4 separate regions of the Mus musculus genome follow, and all the other regions are linked to region 1. Evidence: chromatin contacts called from public Hi-C and promoter capture Hi-C data. All regions are on one chromosome and are shown on one strand. The core of a region is the stretch at or near the end of the contact, and the rest is flanking DNA. Distances in the headings are between cores, read along the strand shown.

Evidence for each region. Promoter capture Hi-C pulls out the DNA fragments that hold promoters and counts their contacts. A called contact is a pair of places that touch in the nucleus more often than the background predicts.
Region 2: a contact with region 1 is called in a promoter capture Hi-C map of liver, with 5 times the contacts expected there. The contact joins the promoter of Rps19bp1 here to the promoter of Eif3d in region 1. A contact is called at or near these places in 1 of 39 promoter capture datasets (liver) and 1 of 9 other capture datasets (liver).
Region 3: a contact with region 1 is called in a Hi-C map of B cells, with 5 read pairs. The contact joins the promoter of Pycrl here to the promoter of Eif3d in region 1. A contact is called at or near these places in 2 of 39 promoter capture datasets (the C10 cell line and erythroid cells) and 1 of 484 Hi-C or Micro-C datasets (B cells).
Region 4: a promoter capture Hi-C map of liver shows a contact between it and region 1, with 6 times the contacts expected there. The contact joins the promoter of Mief1 here to the promoter of Eif3d in region 1. A contact is called at or near these places in 2 of 39 promoter capture datasets (both in liver).

Annotation. Positions count from the first base shown.
Region 1 is chr15:77,967,140-77,972,226 of GRCm38.p6, forward strand. It overlaps Eif3d (eukaryotic translation initiation factor 3, subunit D), which reads right to left and starts at 3,685. Exons shown (of 15, transcript NM_018749.2): 1 at 3,544-3,685; 2 at 1,318-1,450; 3 at 1,037-1,082; 4 at 164-300. The coding sequence starts at 1,440.
Region 2 is chr15:80,262,797-80,267,351 of GRCm38.p6, forward strand. It overlaps Rps19bp1 (ribosomal protein S19 binding protein 1), which reads right to left and starts at 1,510. Exons shown (of 4, transcript NM_175109.3): 1 at 1,431-1,510; 2 at 1,187-1,321. The coding sequence starts at 1,482.
Region 3 is chr15:75,918,190-75,923,195 of GRCm38.p6, forward strand. It overlaps Pycrl (pyrroline-5-carboxylate reductase-like), which reads right to left and starts at 3,371. Exons shown (of 6, transcript NM_025412.2): 1 at 3,187-3,371; 2 at 1,040-1,104; 3 at 484-663; 4 at 63-275. The coding sequence starts at 3,277.
Region 4 is chr15:80,232,824-80,237,514 of GRCm38.p6, forward strand. Mief1 (mitochondrial elongation factor 1) reads left to right here and starts at 1,257. Exons shown (of 6, transcript NM_178719.5): 1 at 1,257-1,358; 2 at 2,982-3,330.

The DNA.
Region 1 (5,087 bases), core at 2,435-4,934:
GTTTCACATTATTCTGACACAACTGGTCACTAAACTGCCACTTGGGATTGGCCAAAGGTCTGTAAGCCTTTCCTTTCTCATCAGTATTCCCAAGATGGCGGCTGAGCAGCAGGAACTTCTGCTCTCAGTGAGAGCTGAGTGTGGGCTGCCAGCCGTGGCCTACCTGTGCGAATCTCATCCGGTTCCGCTGGTAGGCGGTCTTCTGTGTCCGTGCCGTGTCCACCAGCTGGAAGCTTGTCTCATCCTCCTCATGGAAATATGCATACTGACTTCCCCCACCGAACTGAGAGGAATACTTGTCTGCAGGCAAAGGTGACAGTGTGTGCTAAGTGCTACCTACACAGTGAGTGTCGTGCTCATGGTGCATGCCAGGCTTCGACCCCACTCGCCTAAGTGTGCTCCTGACCTGAAGCACTGGCCAGAAGCTTGTGAGATGGGTAGACTCACCGCCCCTGCCCAGACCTGACAGATGGGAACCTGTATTTAAACATGCTCTCAGGTGATTCATGATTCACACTCACATTTAAGGTTTAAGAGCTTGGGTCTAAACAACTTACCAAGAGCCCAAGGATGCCACTACCCCGCTGTACCTCTGCGTGGTCATGTAAGAATCTGAGCTGTACCACCACCCCAGCCATCACCCAGAGCTGCGGACACAGCCTTCCACCCCGACAGCCTCTTTTGGACCTCATCCACTTTAACTTGGTACTCTAGGCAGCCACTTCCAAACATCTAACTGGCACCAGGGAAAGCGGCCTCCCTTACCAGAACCTTAAAACTAAGGCTCAGAGCCGAGAGTCCATGGATTGATGGCTCCAGAAGTCCCAAGCAACAGAATGCAAAGTAGCTTTCAGGAATCTCTGGCCATCCTGGGACTAAAAATCATGGTTTGTGTACACTCTATTCCAGAATATACTTCCAATAACTACCATTACCATTTCCTTTCCTTTCTAAAAACCTTTCATGTGGGGCTTACTGAAAAAAGTAATGAGCTTCCCAAGACCCAGATGTGGACGGGCCGCCGAGGACCACTTACTTGTGTACCTCTTGTCCTGGTATGTGGCCCCTGTCCAGTCTGCAACCTGTGAGGGACAAGGAAGACAACAGGTCAGGCGAGTAGACTTCTGCTGACATCGACAGCGACAAAAGGCATCAGTGTCGCCTCTGATGCTCTGCACGTGGCTACCCTGGCTCTGACTCATTCTGGAGGTCAGGGCCTTCCTTAGGTGGTAGCCCCAAAGGAAGGATATCCATCAAGAGACTAGAAAGGCAGTGGGGAACTGTGGAGTAGCTGCCCCAGCTGAAGGGACCCAATACCTTTCCCAGCCGATCTCCTTTGCTGAATGGCTGGTAGGGCATATCCCGAAATTGCTCAGGAACGGCACAGGGACCCCAGCCTGAGGGGTTGTCCTGGATCACAGGTGTCATGAACTTCGCCATCTTCTAAAACCTGTGAACACAAGCAGTGTGAGAAGTTTCAGAAGGAAGGCCGCCAAGTTCCAAACACTCCACCCTCCACTGAAGCTGCACTGCAGAGGTGCACCCTGGCTCTCGAGCACTGTGGACAGGGTTTTCCTGTAAACTGTTCAAAGAACACTCAAAACGCAGAACCCTGCCAACACCAGCGACATTTTCCTATGTCTCACTGATTCTAGGACAGGTTCTTTGGTGAACATCTTTGCAATGAAGCTGTGCCTTTCCTTGATGGGGTGTCCCGTCTTTCTCAGTAGAACATATGATAAAGGTGTCTTCAATTATTCAAGGAGGTAAGAGTAGTGAATTCCCCGAAACACCTTCACCAAAGCACCCAACAGCAAATGTCTCTAAACCCAGTCTCCATCAGAGGGCCTCGGTCAAAGTCTTGGTGATTGTCACCCTGCACAATTACCACTCAGTTACACAAAGGCACCGGCACACAGTGCTTTAAAGACCCTCGGGCTGCTGAGATGGTGCCACAAGTAAAGGTGGAACCAAAGTGGAAAGTGAGAACAGACCCCCACACGTGGCCTTCTCCAGCAGAATGCCACAGCACAAACTCCCACACACGTGCATACACAGACAGCAACAACAAAATCCTAAAAATAAAGGACTAAAACCAACCAAACAAGACCATCCCCTGAACCCTCAATCAGACCCCACCCTTCCAATTTTCCATCAGCACAAGTCCTGTACAGTGCATGCAGCCAAGCAAAAGGACCATTGGTGACCAAGGTGGTCACAAACTTCAGAGCAAAAGCGGCCGAGTGTCAAATGTCCATACGCAGGAGCACCAGGACACTGTTCTGACCGCTTACAGCACACGCGCTCACTAAACCCTTCGGACAATCCCGTGGGGCCAGTCCCATTTTCTGGGTAAGAAAATTTGAACACAGGCAGTGTAGCTTTGGCCCCGCAGTATATAGTATATACCACAGCTCATTTTAGGAAAGTAAAAGCTAATAGCTGTATAATCCAGGGGCTTGCTGGACACTTCCCATCAAAAACCAAAGCAAACAACAAAAGGAAAAAAAAAAAACCCATGCATTGACCACACACAAGAAACCTGAAATTGTCCACCATTAGAGCTCAGTAGCCTCTCCTCCTCCTCTGACACACGGAAGCTGGTGATACTTAGGTGACACGGACAAGAGTAAACCCAGGAGCTTCACCCTCCAAATATGAACGTATGCTAAGTTGTAGGAAGAACACGGGGTTGTGGGAGAGAGGGTGAGGTGGTGGTGGTGGGGTGTGGTGGCCTTCAAACAGCTGACATGAAGTAAGAGGCCCCAGGATGTTGGGGTGCTGTGCTGGACGCTTTACCACCGACTGCTACCACACACCCCATCTTTGAGACACAAAGCTAGCTCTGCTAACTTAAGGAGTCCATCTGCCCATCCCTTCAAAAAGTTTCCAAGGCTGTCTACTTAGGCCCGACCTCCTTCTGGTTATACTGTGGGTAGCTGGCAGCCTGACCACCTGGGGCTTTAAGCCATACCCAACAGGCTGCCCCCAAAGCAACTGTAAACTTGAGTTGTCACAAGTTCAAGATGGCTCAAGGCCTGATGTGCATCATCATCTATCTCCCTGGATGGACAGGGTTTGGTCCTTCGGCTACTGCACACGTGAATCAGAAAGAAAGCAGTAGGGGAAAAGTAAAACGGCGCGACAGCTGTATTGGCCACAATACAGTGTGGGTCACTGGGGACACTACAGGTGGGGGCCATTAACTCCTGGGCTCCGTTTCCGATCAGAGCTGGAACCTACTCTCAGCCCCCCATTTCGGAGCACAGAAACAATCTGTTCGAACCCCTAGAGGAGGCTACGTCGCCCCACAACCCACCCCACGGCGCTGAGCAGAGCGCCGAGCGAGGGATCCACACACAAGGTCCGGTGTCCTGCATTCTGAGTCGTGCCTGGGACCACCGGGGGCCAATTCCCGCCCCGCCCAGCGGAGGGGCACAGGCGACAGGACGTAAAGGAAGGCTCTTCCGGGAGCTCCCGAAGCCACGTCTAGCCCAGGCTGGCTCGCGAGGTCCGCAGGGTCCCACGAAACAAGCCGCTCACCTGCAAAAGCCTTCACGGGCCCGGATGGCGACAGATGGCCCGGGGAAAAAACTGCGATTGCCGGGATACTCCGAGGAGTCAAGGCAGGAGGGAAGATGCGCGCGCAGGGGCCGGTGCCGTAAACGGCGACCAGCGCTGTCGTAAATGGCCCTACCACTTCCTTCTTAGTCAGCGGAAAAATGTCAAGCCGTAAAGTGAGACACAACCGGAAGTGTGTCACAGCTCTCGGCTTTAAAAAAAAAAAAAAAAAAAATCCTCGTTCGCCCCTGAGGTGCCAGACACAAGTGAGGGGATTACGTCAGTGGCGTCTGGGGACGCCCGGAGAGGTTCAGAACTGAATCGTGGTCACGCTCGGGGCCAGAGAAGCCGGGGCGGGGAGTCGGAGCTGTCCCCGCGGTGTCCCATAATGCTTCGCGCCAGGCTCGCCTCCTCTGCCTCCCACAATGCCCCGCCGCGCTCGCTGGCCCCAGCGTGGTCGTCGGTCTGGCTGATCGTTATCTGGAGAGTGGCCCGGCGCGTTTCGTGTGCTTGTCACTTGTGGCCCCAACGCAGGGTGGCAAATGACCTGCCTAGTCCGGGTTGCTAGAGCTTCGGGGTGCCCGCTAGGACTCAAACCTTTGTCCCACAGGTCACAAGCGTCTTTCAACGGAGATTTCTGGTCGCTATTTTTTAAAGCAGATTTAGAGTGCCTCGCTCTAAATCGATATTCAGATCGGGGCTATCCAAGCTACGTCTTAATTGATCATCACAGTTCACAGGGTGCGGGTCAGTGTGACCTCTTGGCGTCTTCCACCCCCTGCAGCCGTCTGGAAAGAGACTCGGGATGGGCGTTTTTTAAAAAGCTGGTCCCTTCTGCCTGCTGTTTATGTTTCCTTGATAGTTTCTCAGCAGATCTCCTTGATTAGAAAATACATCTTTAAAAAAAGAAAAAAAAAAAACATCTTAGATACATGTGGTGTCCAGGGTCAGCCAAGTGTAGTTTTATGGCCTTCATATCTGACATCTCTCTCCCCTCCTCCCTTAATGAAACTGGAAATGCTAGATAATAAATTGTAAAATAAATGGTTGTCAAAGGACATTTCCACATTCGGGTCCTTACCGTGGATACCACTGGGATGAATTTGATCAGGTGATTTGGCCTCTACCTGTGTTGGAAATGGTAATGTTGGTGGGATTACCCATTTCACTAATTTACCAATGAGCTTGCCTTCCCGTTTCCCCAATTTGTGTTCTCAGGATTTGGTGGGTCCTGCTGGGTCCTCGTCATTAACTTAAATTTCCCACCACATTGGGACTAGCCTGTCTGTGTTGTAACTTCAGCCGTACCTGAGTGCTGTCTGCCCTCATAGTACCATCTCCCTCATTGTTCGAACCATTCATACTCCCAGTGGGTTGCTCCTCAGGATGCTCAAAGCTCTTCCCACACTTCCGAGGGAAGATGTGGCCTGACATCTCCCTGCCCTTCTGAACAACCTCTGCTCTGGCCACCACGACCCTGCTCTCATTCCTCTCCCAGCAGGTCCCACACTTGCTGTACTTTCTGC
Region 2 (4,555 bases), core at 260-2,759, 2.3 Mb after region 1:
ACTGTCACCTGAGCAGAGCACATTAAGAGCAACAGCACGGGGACAATTTGCCCGGCTTCCACCTCTATCACCTGGGCAGGTGCCTGTTTCTGTAACTGTAAAGTGGGGGAGAGATCTGCTCATCTCACAGGGCTGCCGTGAGGGTCAAACGAGTTAGTTAGTTTAGAAGGGTAAACTGTTGACTGAGTGCTTCATTTCATAAATGTGTGTGTGTTGCGTGCCTTAGTGTATGTATGTGCACCCCAAGTGAGCGTCTGTGGAATCAGAAGAGGGTATCTAATCCCCAGACCTGGAGTTACAGTGGGCTGTGAGCAGCTTTGTGGGCTTCTGGGGGGCTCCAGGTCCTCTGGAAGAGCAAGCAGCAAGTGCTCTTAACCAGTGAGCCAGCCCTCTATCCCTGATGGGTCCTCCATCTTGCCTCTTGCTCATCTTACCCGTTAGCCTTCTTCCAAATTCTCAAGCCTTTCTGGCTAAAACCTTCTCAGATGCCTTAACGTTGCTTCCACCTTGGCTTGTTAGTTTGATTCTTCCTCGGAGCACTGCAGAGCCTTTCACCTCACAAGCCTCACTCACTTGGCAAAACCCTGCTTGTTAGTTTTGAGACTCTCTGATGGCTGGTCTACAGAGTAAGCGTGTGGCGCACGCCTTTAATCCTAGCACTTGGGAGGCAGAGGCAGGTAGATTTCTGAGTTCGAGGCCAGCCTGGTCTACAGAGTAAGTTCCAGGACAGCCAGGGCTATACTGAGAAACTCTGTATCAAAAAGCCAAATAAATAAATAAATAAATAATTAAGAGAGACTCTCTGATGTTTCTCTCCCCACCACGGCTAGAGCTCACAAGCGCCTGGGTCTTGCGTTTCATCTGCCTTCACGATTAGGTCTTGCCCTGAACTCACCACGGAAAGACACAGAACTTCTGATTCTCCTGCCTCCACCTCTCAAGTGCAGGGATGACAGATGTGTGTCACCACTCCCAGGCTTTTCCCTCTTTCTCTCATCCTGTTAACTGCCACATAGCAGACAGCGGCAGACCTGGGAATTAGATTGCTTGGGTTCGAAACCTGTCCCCCACGATTTGAACATTCATTTTGCCTTTTCCTTGTGGAGTCTCGGGGAACGTTTGGAACTCCCGACTCGAAGGCGCTGCCCCCAATTCTAAGAAGCGCTCACAGTCTTTCTCAACTCACCTAGAGCGGACTTAGGCGCCTTTCCCTTCGCTGAGTTCCGCAGTTTCAGAGCCTGGGAGGCCTTGGCCCGCGCCCTCCGGGTCCGCTTCGCCGGAGTCCCGCTAGCCTGGACCTGGCCCGGGACCGCACGGGGAGCTACGGGGAAAGGCAGCGAAGGACCGAGTTGAAGGGCGCGCTCTCCCTCCCCACCCGCCCGGCTGGCTCTCCTACACAGCGCGACTGTCGCAGGACCTGCTCTCCTCACCCTCGGACGCCGCCAGAAGCTCCAAACCGCGCCGCACTAACGCCGCCGACATGTTTCCGAGCCCCGCCCACACGCGGCGAGCTACTTCCGCCCTGGCGGTGTTCGCTCCTCGGCAGAAACTGGAGCAGGAGCTCAGGGTTCCGCAGCGAGCGGAAGTGCTGCCTTAGAACGCAGGCTCAATGGCTTTCCTATAGCCCCGGAGGAGCGGGGAGCTAGGGGCGTGTCCAAAGCGCAGAAGCCACAGTTGTTCAATTTCTAAGCAACAGGTCTCTGGTGATCCAGGCTGTGTGGGCGGGCAGACTCGACTTCTAGCCTTACTGGTCAATTCTGTCCAGGGGCCAAGTGTGGAATAGACTGAGTTCCTGCAAAAGAAGTGATTCTTTCTACTTTCTTTTTAGACAAGGATACATCTAGCCTAGGCTGTCCTTGAACTCGATTGTAGCTGAGGATGACTTTGAACTCCTGATCCTTCTCTCTCTGCCGCCCAAGGGCCGGATTTACAGACCTAAGCCACTTTGCCGGGCTTAGACAGTTTTCATGACCTTCAAAGCATTACACCGGTCCCGTGCACTGTGAGAATCTGTGTGAGAATCAGTAAAGCCAAGGAGGTTAGGTGTCGTACTTTGTAGTCCCAATACTTGGGAGATTGAACAGAGATTGTTGCTCTGAGTTCCAGGCTAACTTGGGCTACATAGCAAGACTCTGTCTCAAACAAACAAACAAACAAACAAACAAACAAACCAAACCAAAACTAACAAAAGGAAAAAACCAAACAAAAGACCAAAAAAAAAAAAAAACCCCAACAAAGAAATAGATTTGCAAACATGCAAAATAAAGTGCTTTGTTTTGAAAAATACAGCTATTTGCTGCAAAATACTGTTTATGTTATTAAGCAATGAGTTGGTTGTCAGGCGAAACAGTAAATACTGCTGGGCACAGTGATACCAGAACACTTAGAATACCAGCACCTGGGAAGCCGAGGCAGGAGAGTGGCAAGTTTCAGGTCAGTTTATATCACATAGCTACACTCCAAATTCTAGACCAGTCTGGGTTACAGATTAATAAGAAGAGCTAGGATGTATTAATAGCTTGGCGGTAGAATGCTTGGATTTAATCCCTAGTATTGAAAAAAAAAAGGTCAGTTTTTAGTCTGATAGATCAATAAATATTACAATCAATATTACACATAGATGTAAATATTCTATCGATAAATATTACACATAAATGTTCTCTGGTTACATGAGTTCCCCCCCCCCCCTCTCAAGACAGGGTTTCTCTGTGCAGCCCTGACTGTCCTGGAACTCACTCTGTAGACCAGGCTGGCTTTGAACTCAGAAATCAGCCTGCCTCTGCCTCCCAAGTGCTGGGATTAAAAGCGTGTGCCACCACCACCTGGCTTCGTTTTTGTTTTTAATTTAAGTATACATATATTTATATATATTACACACACACACACACACACACACATATGGATTTTTGCCTGCATGTATGTCTGTGCACCATAGGTATACCCCATGCCTGTGGAGGCCAGAAGTAAGCATAATTACAGGCTGATGTGAGACGACCCCAAGTCTGCTGGAAGAGCATCTAGTGCTCTTGGTTATTTTGAGCCTTCTCTTCAGCCCTGAGTTTTTAAGAGTGAAAAGAGCGTATGACACCAAAAAGGTTGAGAACCTCTAGTCTAGAGGTTTCTTTTTCGTCACTTTCGTGTGTTTTTGCAGTGCTGATGATCAAATGCAGACTCTTGAGTGCCAAACAAGCTTTCTAACCTCCTAACCCAGAAGAAATTATTATTTTTTGGCAATGAGGAGAAACCCTGCCTGGTTTATTTCACTTGTGGAGACTCGTAACCAGCACCTGGTATGTGGGAGCCATGAAGCGCTAGCCGGTCTGTGAATGGGGAGTGAAAATGGACATCTGGACTCACTGGGCCAACAGATACTGAGGGGTTTGCGTACCTGATACTGTAGAATGTGGACACAAAGAAACAGTGATTCTCCCTGGACAACTCTCATTGTCAAATCTCTACTAAACTAGTCCAGAAGGGAGACACTTTTAATAACAAATGCTAACAAGAGTCAAGTTCCTGTTGTGTTTCACATGCATAAACTCCATTCACTGAGGTAGGTATATTGTCTGTCTAATATTTCTTGAGGAAGGAAATCAATTCCTGTGTGGCTGTCCACATTGCGACCATGTGATCATTAGGTGGCGCTGCAGGACAGCATTCTTTGGCTTCCTGCTCCACTACCTACAGTCAGAGTGGATGAATGGATGTGTGAGGTCCAGTGCTCCTGGATTGGCTCCCTGCTAGTTCAGTGATACAGCCTTCCCACTGGCAGCCAGATGATCCTCTCTGGATGGAGAAATTGAGGCAGAAGCAACAAGCTGGGCCTCCCAGGATAGAGGCTAGGTCTCTTTCCAGAAAAGTGTGCCCAGGCAGTTGGATGTAGGCATCTGGTATAGAGACTGCTGAGGGCCGTGTGACCCTAGGCAAATCCATTTCGAAGAGCACCTTGGTTTCCCCGTTTGTTAAATAGACCTCGGAAGTCGTTTCCTTACAGTTCAGCCACCTGGGATCAATGAAGCAATACTCCTGAAGCACCTTCAAGGAAAGGGGTACTGCCTGGAACATTGCAGACATAGCCCGTGCTGGCATTCTGCATCCTCCTACTCTGGCATGGTGGACAAGACAGCTGCAACGGGCATGGCACCCATGGGTGCTTGCTTGCCTCCTGCTATGTTTGTCCCCAACCCTTAAAGTTAGGTTCAGGGAAGGCAGCTGCCTCCTGCTGGTCTCTGTGGAAGCTGGTGGGTCTTAAGGTCTCAGAATGGTTTCTGTCCTGGCTGTGTGGTCTTGCGAAGCCACTTTCCTGCTCTGAGTCTTAGTCTCTGTCCTGGGTCCCTCCTTACAGGACTCTATCTCAAGGTTCTCCTGTGCCTAGCAGGGGGTGTGTCTGCATAAAGAAAACAGGATTATCCTCCTCCTCTTAGAATCCCATCACTGACTCCCTACCGTTCATCTTGGGAGTAGCTTTGCTTTGGCTTTCCTTTGAGGGAGGGATTTTCTAGAAAGCTACACGGTATTTCCTACAGAGCCAGGCCTAGAGGTCAGGGCTGTGAGT
Region 3 (5,006 bases), core at 2,121-4,620, 2.0 Mb before region 1:
CAGCAGAGCTCACAGGGGGATCATTTGAAGCCCCCAAGGCTTGACTCTGAGACAATACTCACAAAGGCCACACCACTGCCACTGAGACCGGTGTGGATATCTACGTAGGACTCGGGAACCTCTATGCACTGCCCACAGGCTTCCAGCAAGTTCTGTAGGAGCTCTGCGTCATCGTTCCCAGCATGGTGGCCCCGGGCCATCACCATGGCCCCCTCCTGGACAACGCAGGGTAGATTGGGAGAGACTCGCAATACTCGTGTGTTCGGGGGTAACAGCTGGATAGGAGAGAATTCAGCGTCAGGCAAATGCAGCCTCTATCCCCACTGCCCAGGTACCTTGGCAGAACATTATCCCAGCCACTGAACCCTGGTGAGCCAACTGGCTAACTTCTGGTGCTTGGTTGGGATGCTATCTCCTTCCCAAGTATGGGCCACAGATCCTGTTTCAGAGTCAAGGCCTTACTCACACCAAGGGGCCACTCACCCCCTCCATTGTGCTCAGAGAGATCCCAGCAGCCACAGATACGATGATGTGCTCAGTGGTGACTATGGGGGCCACTTCCGCCAGGACAGTTGGCAGGACTTGGGGTTTGGTGGCAAAGATGACAAGTGGGCAGTTTTGCAGCACCTCATGGTTGGAGTGAGTAGTCTGGCAACCCAGAGCCTAAAGAGACACAAGGGCCAGAAATGAGGCTGTGTGAGGCAGCATCCTACACAGGCTGACCTGCGTGCCATCGACCATTCCGTATCCCGTGGGTCACCAATGTCTGTACTTGCTGTACTCTCCAACGCCTACGACAAACCCAACAGGCCCTGCTCCTCAAACTCTTAAGTTGTGCCTTCTAGAACCTTCCCTCCTAATGAGTGTCCACACCCACCCTACATAAGACACACACTGCATCTATGCTAGTCCTTCCAGAACTTTCTTCCTGGCCTCTGACGCCTAGTTCCCCTGGACAGACCAAACCATCTCAAACCGTCTGCCATACCTGCCCCTGATAAATGCTTCAGAAAGACAAGGCCCTCTAGGTCCCACTCACCCTGAAGTGGCAGAGGTTGTTGTCCGTTGGTGCACTGGCCAGCACTTGTTTAGCTTCTACTTTGCCTGGACAGAAGGACGAGAGCTGGTAAGGACTGGGAAGATAGGACACAGCTTGCCCAGCCCAGTGTGAGCCTAAGGCTCCTTAGGGTTGCTTGTCCTTGGGGCTGATCAAGTCAATTCATCGTACTTAAATAGCACTGCCGTTTCTGTTGGACACTGGGACCAGGAACCCGCCTGATCTTAACAAGAAACAAAGCCCAAGGGTCTCCGCTTTCAGGGAAGGGGCAGCTGACTGGAACATTTAGGTCTTTTGGCCAAAATGCAAAACCTCTGAAGGAACGCCAGAGCTAGGGTTGCATGGTGGATAGCAAGAGAGTTAGTAATAAAGGTCTGGAGAGACAGCTTAGCAGCTGAGAGTATTTGCTGCTCTTGAAGATGACCTGGGATAGGTTCCTACAACCCACTTGGGCAGCTGACAACCATTGATAAGTCTACCTCCAGTGGAACCGGTGCCCTCTTCTGGCTTCTGAAGACACGGAGTGTGTAAGCATGCAAGCACACACATAGACACACACACAGTGCCTAAACAGATAAAACACTCAAACATATAATTTTTAAAAAAGCTGATCTTAGCCTGGTGATGGTGGTATATGACTTTAATCCCAGCATCTAGGAAGAGACAGGTGAATCTGAGTTCCAGGCCAGCCTGGTCTACAGAGTGAGTTCTAGGACAGCCAGGGGGTTGCATAGAGAAACCTTGTCTTAAAACAAAAACAAACAAAGCCAGTCTGATAAAGACCTAACAGGCAAGTGAGCTGGTGTGTCCTGGGGAAACGAAGTGGCCCCTCTGGTGGACACCACCTGGTTTTGGAGGATATAGGGGTAGAAAGCCTGGGCCAGACAGAAGTGCATGCTAAAACCTTCCCCAGGGAGCTAATGATGTCAGTGACAGTGTGTGTAGCAGCAAGAGGCAGGTGAACTGCCAGGTTCGACGTGTAAACTGCTAAGGCTTGTAGGAAGCCCTCCTCCCATGATCATGGGCCTCTGGACTTTGAAATACAACTGAAAGCAGAGAGCCAAAGGTCACCAACTTCCTCTACCCGCAATCTGTTCATAAAGTTTTCTAAATACTGTACAGCCGTGCTGGGCCAGTAAAACATCAGTTATATACACCAGCAGTCCTCAGCCCGGAAGAGTTTGCCTCTCTCCCCACCATACCCCTCAAGCTCCAGGTAGCAGACATTTGGAACTGGTGGAGAAACGTCAGTCTTCAAATTCAAGGTATTGTTGCCATAAAGAAATGACAAACCAGCGATAGCAGGCACTCTTCAGAGCACAGGGCCAATCCTCTTCCTCCCGAGTGTCCTCACAGCTGCCCACCTCTGAGAGTGGGGGCTGAGGAATGGGTAGCCTTTGGTTAAGCCAGAGGCTGAGGAGGAAGAGGCCAGGACGTCAGACATTTAACTTGGCATTAAGTCGGTTCAATCTAAGGCACGATTTGAGCCACATATGGAACTAGAAACTCGCAGCCACATTAAGGAGATAAAAAGTTAAAAGCGAGTCAGCGAGTGGCTCACACTTTTAATTCCAACACTCTGGGAGGCAGAAAAAGGTGGATCCCTGAGTTCAGGATCAGCCTGGTCTACCTGGGAGTTCCAGGCCAAATGAACCCTGTCTCGAAAAGAAAAGAAAAGAAAAGAAAAGAAAAGAAAAGAAAAGAAAAGAAAAGAAAAGAAAAGAAAAGAAAAGAAGAGAAGAGAAGAGAAGAGAAGAAGAGAAAAGAAAAGAAACAAGCAAACTCCACTACAAAGAAGTCACACGTGAAGTCAATCGTAATATTCTTTAATGCAATACATTTAAAGGAATATTCACCAATACAATCAATGTTAAATAAATGAACTGGTTTTTTTTGGTTTTTTTCCCCCACACCTCGCCTAACATGCCCACTCACCGGCCTGGGAAGGGACTGCGGACTCATCCAGCGATCCTGGAGGCCTTAATAGAGTCCTGATGTATGATTCTCACCCAGGAAACCAGCGAATTCACCCTACTGGCCCTTGGTGTACCACGTGCGCCCCTCCCGCCAAGGCTTACGAACTCCTCCCATTAGAACGAAAGCTCCCCCAGCCAGGCCTCGCCTCCCACCTGCTTGGATGAGGCCTCGGGCAATGGCCTCCGCCATGCGGCCTGCACCCACGAAGCCCACACGCCGAGGTTCAGACATTGTCGCCGCCATCCTGCTCTGAGCTGGCCTTCTCTCGTCCTTGCGGCAGCGGGTCCCGCCCACTAGAACTGCTTTGACCGACAGAAGCGACTGGGCGGGTTTGGGAGGACAGAGGGGCGGGGCGGGGCGGGGCGGGGCGGGCGCAGACACTTGGATTTTGACGCTTGAGGCGGGATTTCCCCCAAGCTTTGGTAAACCATTGGTCAGTGATTTTGCTGAGGGGAAAGAAGAGAAAGGAAGGGGAGCTAGTCCTAAGCAGGCTGTCTAATTCCTCCTGAGAAGCCTGAAGCTAGCTAGAGTCTCTCCAAAACCCTTACAGAGAGATTTAGAGGGGGAGAAAAACAAAAAAAACAAAAACCAAAAAACGCTTGAACCACTCCAGGATGGGCCTGGGGTGTAAGGTAGGTACTCCAAGCTCTTGCCTAGCTTGGGTGCCTTGGGTTCAGTCCTCGGAGTGGGTTCTGGTTCTCTACATTAAAAGCAGCACTAACCATCAGTCACTAATACACAGCACTTATTTTTTAATTTAAAAAAAACTTTTGAGTGCTTTAGTGTCTCACCAAAATAGTTATCTGTATTGAATTCCACATATAGTGACATTTAGTCACTTAGCTGGCTATATGTATAGTCATTTAGCTAAAGTGAGAGCAGAGGAAAGAAAAAGCAAGCAAATCAAGAAGCCCAAAACAGAAAAAAAGGCAGGTTTTCATGAGCAATCAGAAGCCTGGCTGTGGTGGCACACACCTTTGGTCTCAGTCCCAGGCAGGTGGAGCTCAAGTTTGAGGCCAGCCTGGTCTACAAAGCAAATTCCAGAACAGTCAAGGCCACAGAGAGAATCCCTGTCTAACTAACTAACTAACTAACTAACTAAATAAATAAATAAATAAAATGATCAGGATCCCAGCCTTCGTCTCATCCAAATTACCAATTCAAACAACCACCAGCATACAGGTGGTTTGTTGCTGTCTTGTTTTGAATGTGCATAATTAGGCAAACTAGAACACAGCACTTAGAAGGGCAGTGCATGCTGTCTTTGGACTGTGAGGTCCCACAGTAAAGATGGTCATCTCCTGCTTGCCACAATTGGGATGTGATGGCCAGTCCTTCCCTCTCTCTCACTGTGCGAGGTGAAGAGTTATAATTTCCTAATCTTTCCCCAGACCCCACCTGAAGCCTACAAGCACTAAGTCTGCCTGACATTAGATGGACACCTGTAAAACCAGGAGCTAAAAACTACAGCTAAATAAGGCTTTTCCTTCTTAGACATTAACTGTCTCAGGTAGCAACAGGGAACCTGCAGAATCCTCAATATGGAGACAAAAATCCATTCTATGGGGTGAGGGACATGAGTGTAAAGAACTTGTGTATTCTGGGCGGCACCCAGAAATGTTCAAGGCTGAGACTTGGCCTCAAGTCTGTCGGAAAGTGTATGCAGCTGTCTGGCCAGAGTGATCAAGGCACTCTGATTCTTAGGACAGGGTGCATTTCTTGACATAATGACACGTTTAACACTGACTGGTGGTCACTGGACAACTGAGTGTCTGGCAAGTTCTGATAGACTCAGATCAGCTCTTCCTGGGGGCTGGGAGCTACATCCTTAATTCCTTCCTTAATGTCCTGGCCTGCTTGGTGGATGCTCATCAGAGGGTGAGGTTTAAAGGTGGAGATGGGTGCTGGGAAGGCATGGGCCTGAGGTAGGCTGGGCGGTACAACATAGGAGGGGACAGCTGACACTGCTCTA
Region 4 (4,691 bases), core at 7-2,506, 2.3 Mb after region 1:
AGTACAGAACATCCCTCCATGGCCTCTGCATCAGCTCCTGCTCCCTGACCTGCTTGAGTTCCAGTCCTGACTTCCTTGGTGATGAACAGCAGTATGGAAGTGTAAGCCAAATAAACCCTTTCCTCCCCAACTTGCTTCTTGGTCATGATGTTTGTGCAGGAATAGAAACCCTGACTAAGACACAGTCCATCCATTCACCAGTGAAATGCCTACTGTACCTGAACCTGTGCCCTGGGTAAATGAATGTTCCCCTTGAGCTGCAATTCCTATAAGGTCCTGTTTCCTTATGATGTGAGTTGATAGTTATGTCCAGTCCTGTACCCAGTCCAGAGGATCCCAGATTGCCCATGCTCTGTGAAACCTGGCTGAACCCTGAGGTTTGCATCAGTGTCTCGGCTGGCTGGTCTCTGGTCTCCAAAACACCACAGATATGTGGGGGCTGGAAGACACTTTAATGTTTAGCCCCCATTATACTGGGAGCATGGGGCAGGAGTGGGGTGAGTGTGGGAAGGTTAGTGAATCTGGAAAAGGTAATCCTGACATCCGAGACTCTGTGTGTGAGTGGGTAATCCTAAGGTCTCCCCCAGAGGGTCTCCTTGTCCTTTACGAGTGGAAAACTCGTCTACTTAGGAGACTGTCCCGAGGGATAGGTTACCCGGTCTTCTAGCTGGAAATTTCACAAACTAGATTTATTTGGGTCACAAACTTCTTTCTTTAAAAAGCAAAGTAGGGCGGCCTAAAAGAATGGAAAGCCACACACTTTGGAGGAATACTGAGCTTGGACCCACTGTGAGCCTCTGCAGGGCTCAGCTTTCAGTGCAAATGACCCTGCCTCCCTCGGCCTCGATTTTCCCAAGTGTAACACTGGAATGCTGAAGTCTACCAAACAGAGAGGTTGGGTTGGACAAAATGCAGTGTGTCAAGTAATCAATTCAGTGTGGTCAGAGCCTCTCGCAGGCCAGACGTAGGCAGCAGGTGGAGGGCGACGACTTGCGGCTCCTCCCTTAAGCCACACCCAGCCAGCACTGAGTTTACACAGAGACTGCACAGTAACGCTTTCGGAGGAGGGGCCGTGGAGCTAGGTAACGTCACCTAGGAGGCGGGGCTGCGTCTGTGGGCGGGGCCCCACGACGGGCAGCGCTGGACTAAGTTCCGGGCTCCGCCTCCGGAGGGAGGCTACGGAGGGGCCGACCGGAAGTGCTTCCGCCTCCGCCCGCCTCCGCGCTCCCTGTCGCGTCTCCGTCGGCCCCGCGAGCGAGGTCGTGCCCCGGAAGTAGAGGGGCCATGTTGATGGGTGACCCGGAGAGAGGTACTGGGCGAGTGGCGAGTCCTGAGGAAAGGTAGCGCGTGGTCCGCGGGTGAGTGAGGGAGCGAATGAGGGCGGCCGGGGATCGCCCGTTTGAGCTCGGGCCAGTTTGGGGGCTACCGGCTCCCACCGGGGCCTCCAAGCTTCGCCCCGCCCCGCCTCAAGACCCGGTTGCCTCAAGCCACAGAGCCAGCCTGGCCCCGGGGTCTGCGTTCCCGTCCTCTGGGCGTTGTACCCCGATCGGAGCCCGTAGTCAGTCACTCAGCGACCTCGTTCCAGCCCCTGCGTGACGTTCTCCTTCCAGCCCTCCGTTGTTTTTCTGCATCTTTTGCATCCCGGAAGACCCTCAGGGCCAAAGGGGAGCTGTTCTGCAGTTGAGGAAAAAGGGACAGCGGTGGCTTGCCCCGGTTCGCGCTGGAAGTTAGCAAGGTCAGAGGCTACTGCTTCTGTCTTGGAGCCCAAAGTTCAGATCATTTTTTGTTTTTCATCCAGGAACTCCCTTCACCCCTGAAACACATACAGGCTCATACAACAACTGTTTCTTCCTCATAGGGTTATGGGGAGGATTCCTCCTTCCAGCCTAGTTTTGAGGTTGGTGAGCCCTGGGCCCTGTGCTGGCAAAGTTTGCTGAACGCCCTGAAGTGCACACATGTAAGACACCCCCCCCCCCCGCCCCCACCTCATTCCAGCGAGTTAGGGTCTGGATTGTTTTGGTGAGTGGGCAAATCACTTCCTTTTGGGAATGATGTCACATACTTGGCACACATCTTTCATCTCAGCTCTCAGGAGGCAGAGACAGGAGGATTTCAGAGTTTGAGGGCAGCCTGCTTTACAGAGTGAGTTCTAGGACAGCCAGAGCTCCGTAGAGAGGCCCTGCATCAGGAAACCAAATTAAACAAAAGCAAAAGAAAGCAAAAACAGAAAGAATAAAAAGAAAGAAAGAAAGAAAGAAAGAAGAGATAGAGTGATGTCTCTGTGGTTAAGAGCACTGGCTGCTTTTCAGAGGACCCAGGCTCAATTTCCAGCACTTCTGTGGTGGCTCACAACTGTATATATTATAACTCCAGTCTAAGGATATGACAGTGTTACACTCTCAAGGCAAACTGGCATGTAGACAAACATGCAGGCAAATACCCATACAGAAAAAAGTAAAAAAGTAATTAAAACAATAAGGCCAATCAGCGTGATGCTGCTTATATGGTGGTACCAGGATCCAGATATAAATCCTGGTCTTTAACTACTCTAGGCCACACTGTCTGGTAGAGTCCCATTACAGGGGCTTTTTAGGAGCAGTTCTCAAAATAACCTTGTGTAGTAAGTACTCTCATGATGTCTTTGTTATCTCTGTTTTACAATGAGGAAGCTGATGCCCACTGTACTTTATGCTAAGTGCCCGGGCAGTGGGATGGCACAGCCAGGACTCAAACTCTACTTCTTGAACCCTGGTGAGCCTTAAACTGAACTTCTCCAGGAGGGGCTGTTTACAGGGAGGAAGCTGATCCCAGCTTTGCCATGAGTCCTTGGAAGTCTCTGAGTCTGGCATTAAGAACCCCTGCCATCCCTCCCTCCCCCCAACTCAGACACACACACACACACACACACACACACACACACAGTGTCTAGCAGGCCCTGCTGTCATCAGTTCTGACTCTAGCCTTCTGTGTCTTCTCTGTAGAGTGTGACGATTAGTACACGTCGGTCCCCCATGGCCCCTTGGAGCCGAGAGGCAGTGCTGTGTCTGTACCGGGCTCTGCTGCGCCAAGGCCGAGAGCTTCGCTACACTGATCGAGACTTCTACTTTGCTTCCATCCGCCGAGAATTCAGGAAAAATCAGAAGCTTGAGAATCTGGAGGCTCGAGAGAAGCAGCTGGAGAAGGGCCTGGTCTTCCTCCATAGCAAACTAGGAGGCCTTATCTAGGATCCTCTTTTCCCCTCCTACCCCAGTCCCAAGACGAAGACAAAGGTGCCTTCAGAGACACTCCCGGCTCCCCACCCCACCTCACAGATGCATTAGGAAGCCTCAGGTAGGTAGCTCAATCCTTGGTCTTAGAGGTTTCTTCTTTCTGGGCAAGAAGCTAGGAAAAGGAAGACCTTTGCCATCAGAGTATGTTCTTTACTCCCTAAAACTCACTAGATAAAGTATAGGCTGCACAGAGAAACCCTGTCTCAAAAAACCAACACACACACACACACACACACACACACACCAATAGATGTGGGTCCTTAACTGGATTACAAACCCCACCAGAAAAGAGTGGGCATCGTTTTATGTCATAGAGTACTATATATATGCGAATATTAGAAACGAGTGGCTAAAGTCATCAGAGTTCAGTTCCAAGTCAGCTTGTCTGCTCAGTTAGACTGCATCACACACACCGTGTTTGCTGAAACACAAGCTTATCATTATTGCATAGTTGGTATAACAATCATATTTAGTGCCTGCCTTCAAATCCTGCACTGTTAACTAGTAGCTGTGGGATACGGGCGACTCTCTAAACCTTGATTACCTGTGAAGTAGAAGTAGTAGTCCTTAACCTGGGTTCGGTGAGACCATTACAGATAGCACTGAAAGTGGCATGCTGCAGATGGGTCGTTTGCGAGCCCCACCAGAACAGAACTGGTATTTTATTTCACAGACTCTCATATATTTGAGAATATTAAATATGAGTGGTTGTGTTCTTGTGCCCTTTCGTAAAGTTGCATTTGTTTATTGGGGTGTGGGTGTATATGCCTTAGCATGCATGGGGAGGTCAGAAGACTTATGGGAGCTCTGACTCTCTATTTTGGGGATCCTGGGGTTTGAACGCTGGTCTTCAGGCTTGTCTGCAACTGTCTTTATCCACTGAGCCATCTCCCTGGCCCTAGCTCTATTTACTCTTGAGGACATTGCCATCAAGAAGCCCCAGTGCCATGCGATGGCCATGTTTAATTCAGGAACCTTTCAGAGGTCTCTAGATGCCTAGGCTCTGGGGCTAGAGAAGAAAGAGTCCATTAAGAACTTTAGACTAGGGCTAGGGACATGATTCTGTGGTTATGAGCACTTGTTTTTGCAGAAGACCAAGATTCAATTCCCAGCACTCATAAGATGGCTCATAACTGTCCATTACTCCAGTTTCAAGGGATCTGATGATCTCTTCTGATCTCCACAGGCATTGGGCACCCATGGTGCATAGATGATATGATAAATCTTAGAAACAAAAAACAACCTCAGACTAAGGAGAAATTCAAATTCAGTGGGCAGTAATTCAGATATGAACAGGGCTATGCCAGGGCTTGTATAAAAGCTGTGGAGATAGGAATGAAGATGGCTTTCTCTTGGTTGGTAGGAGAGACTTGTGTAGTTACAGAAAAGATGTTTGAGGTCTGCTTCAAATGAGAAACAGAA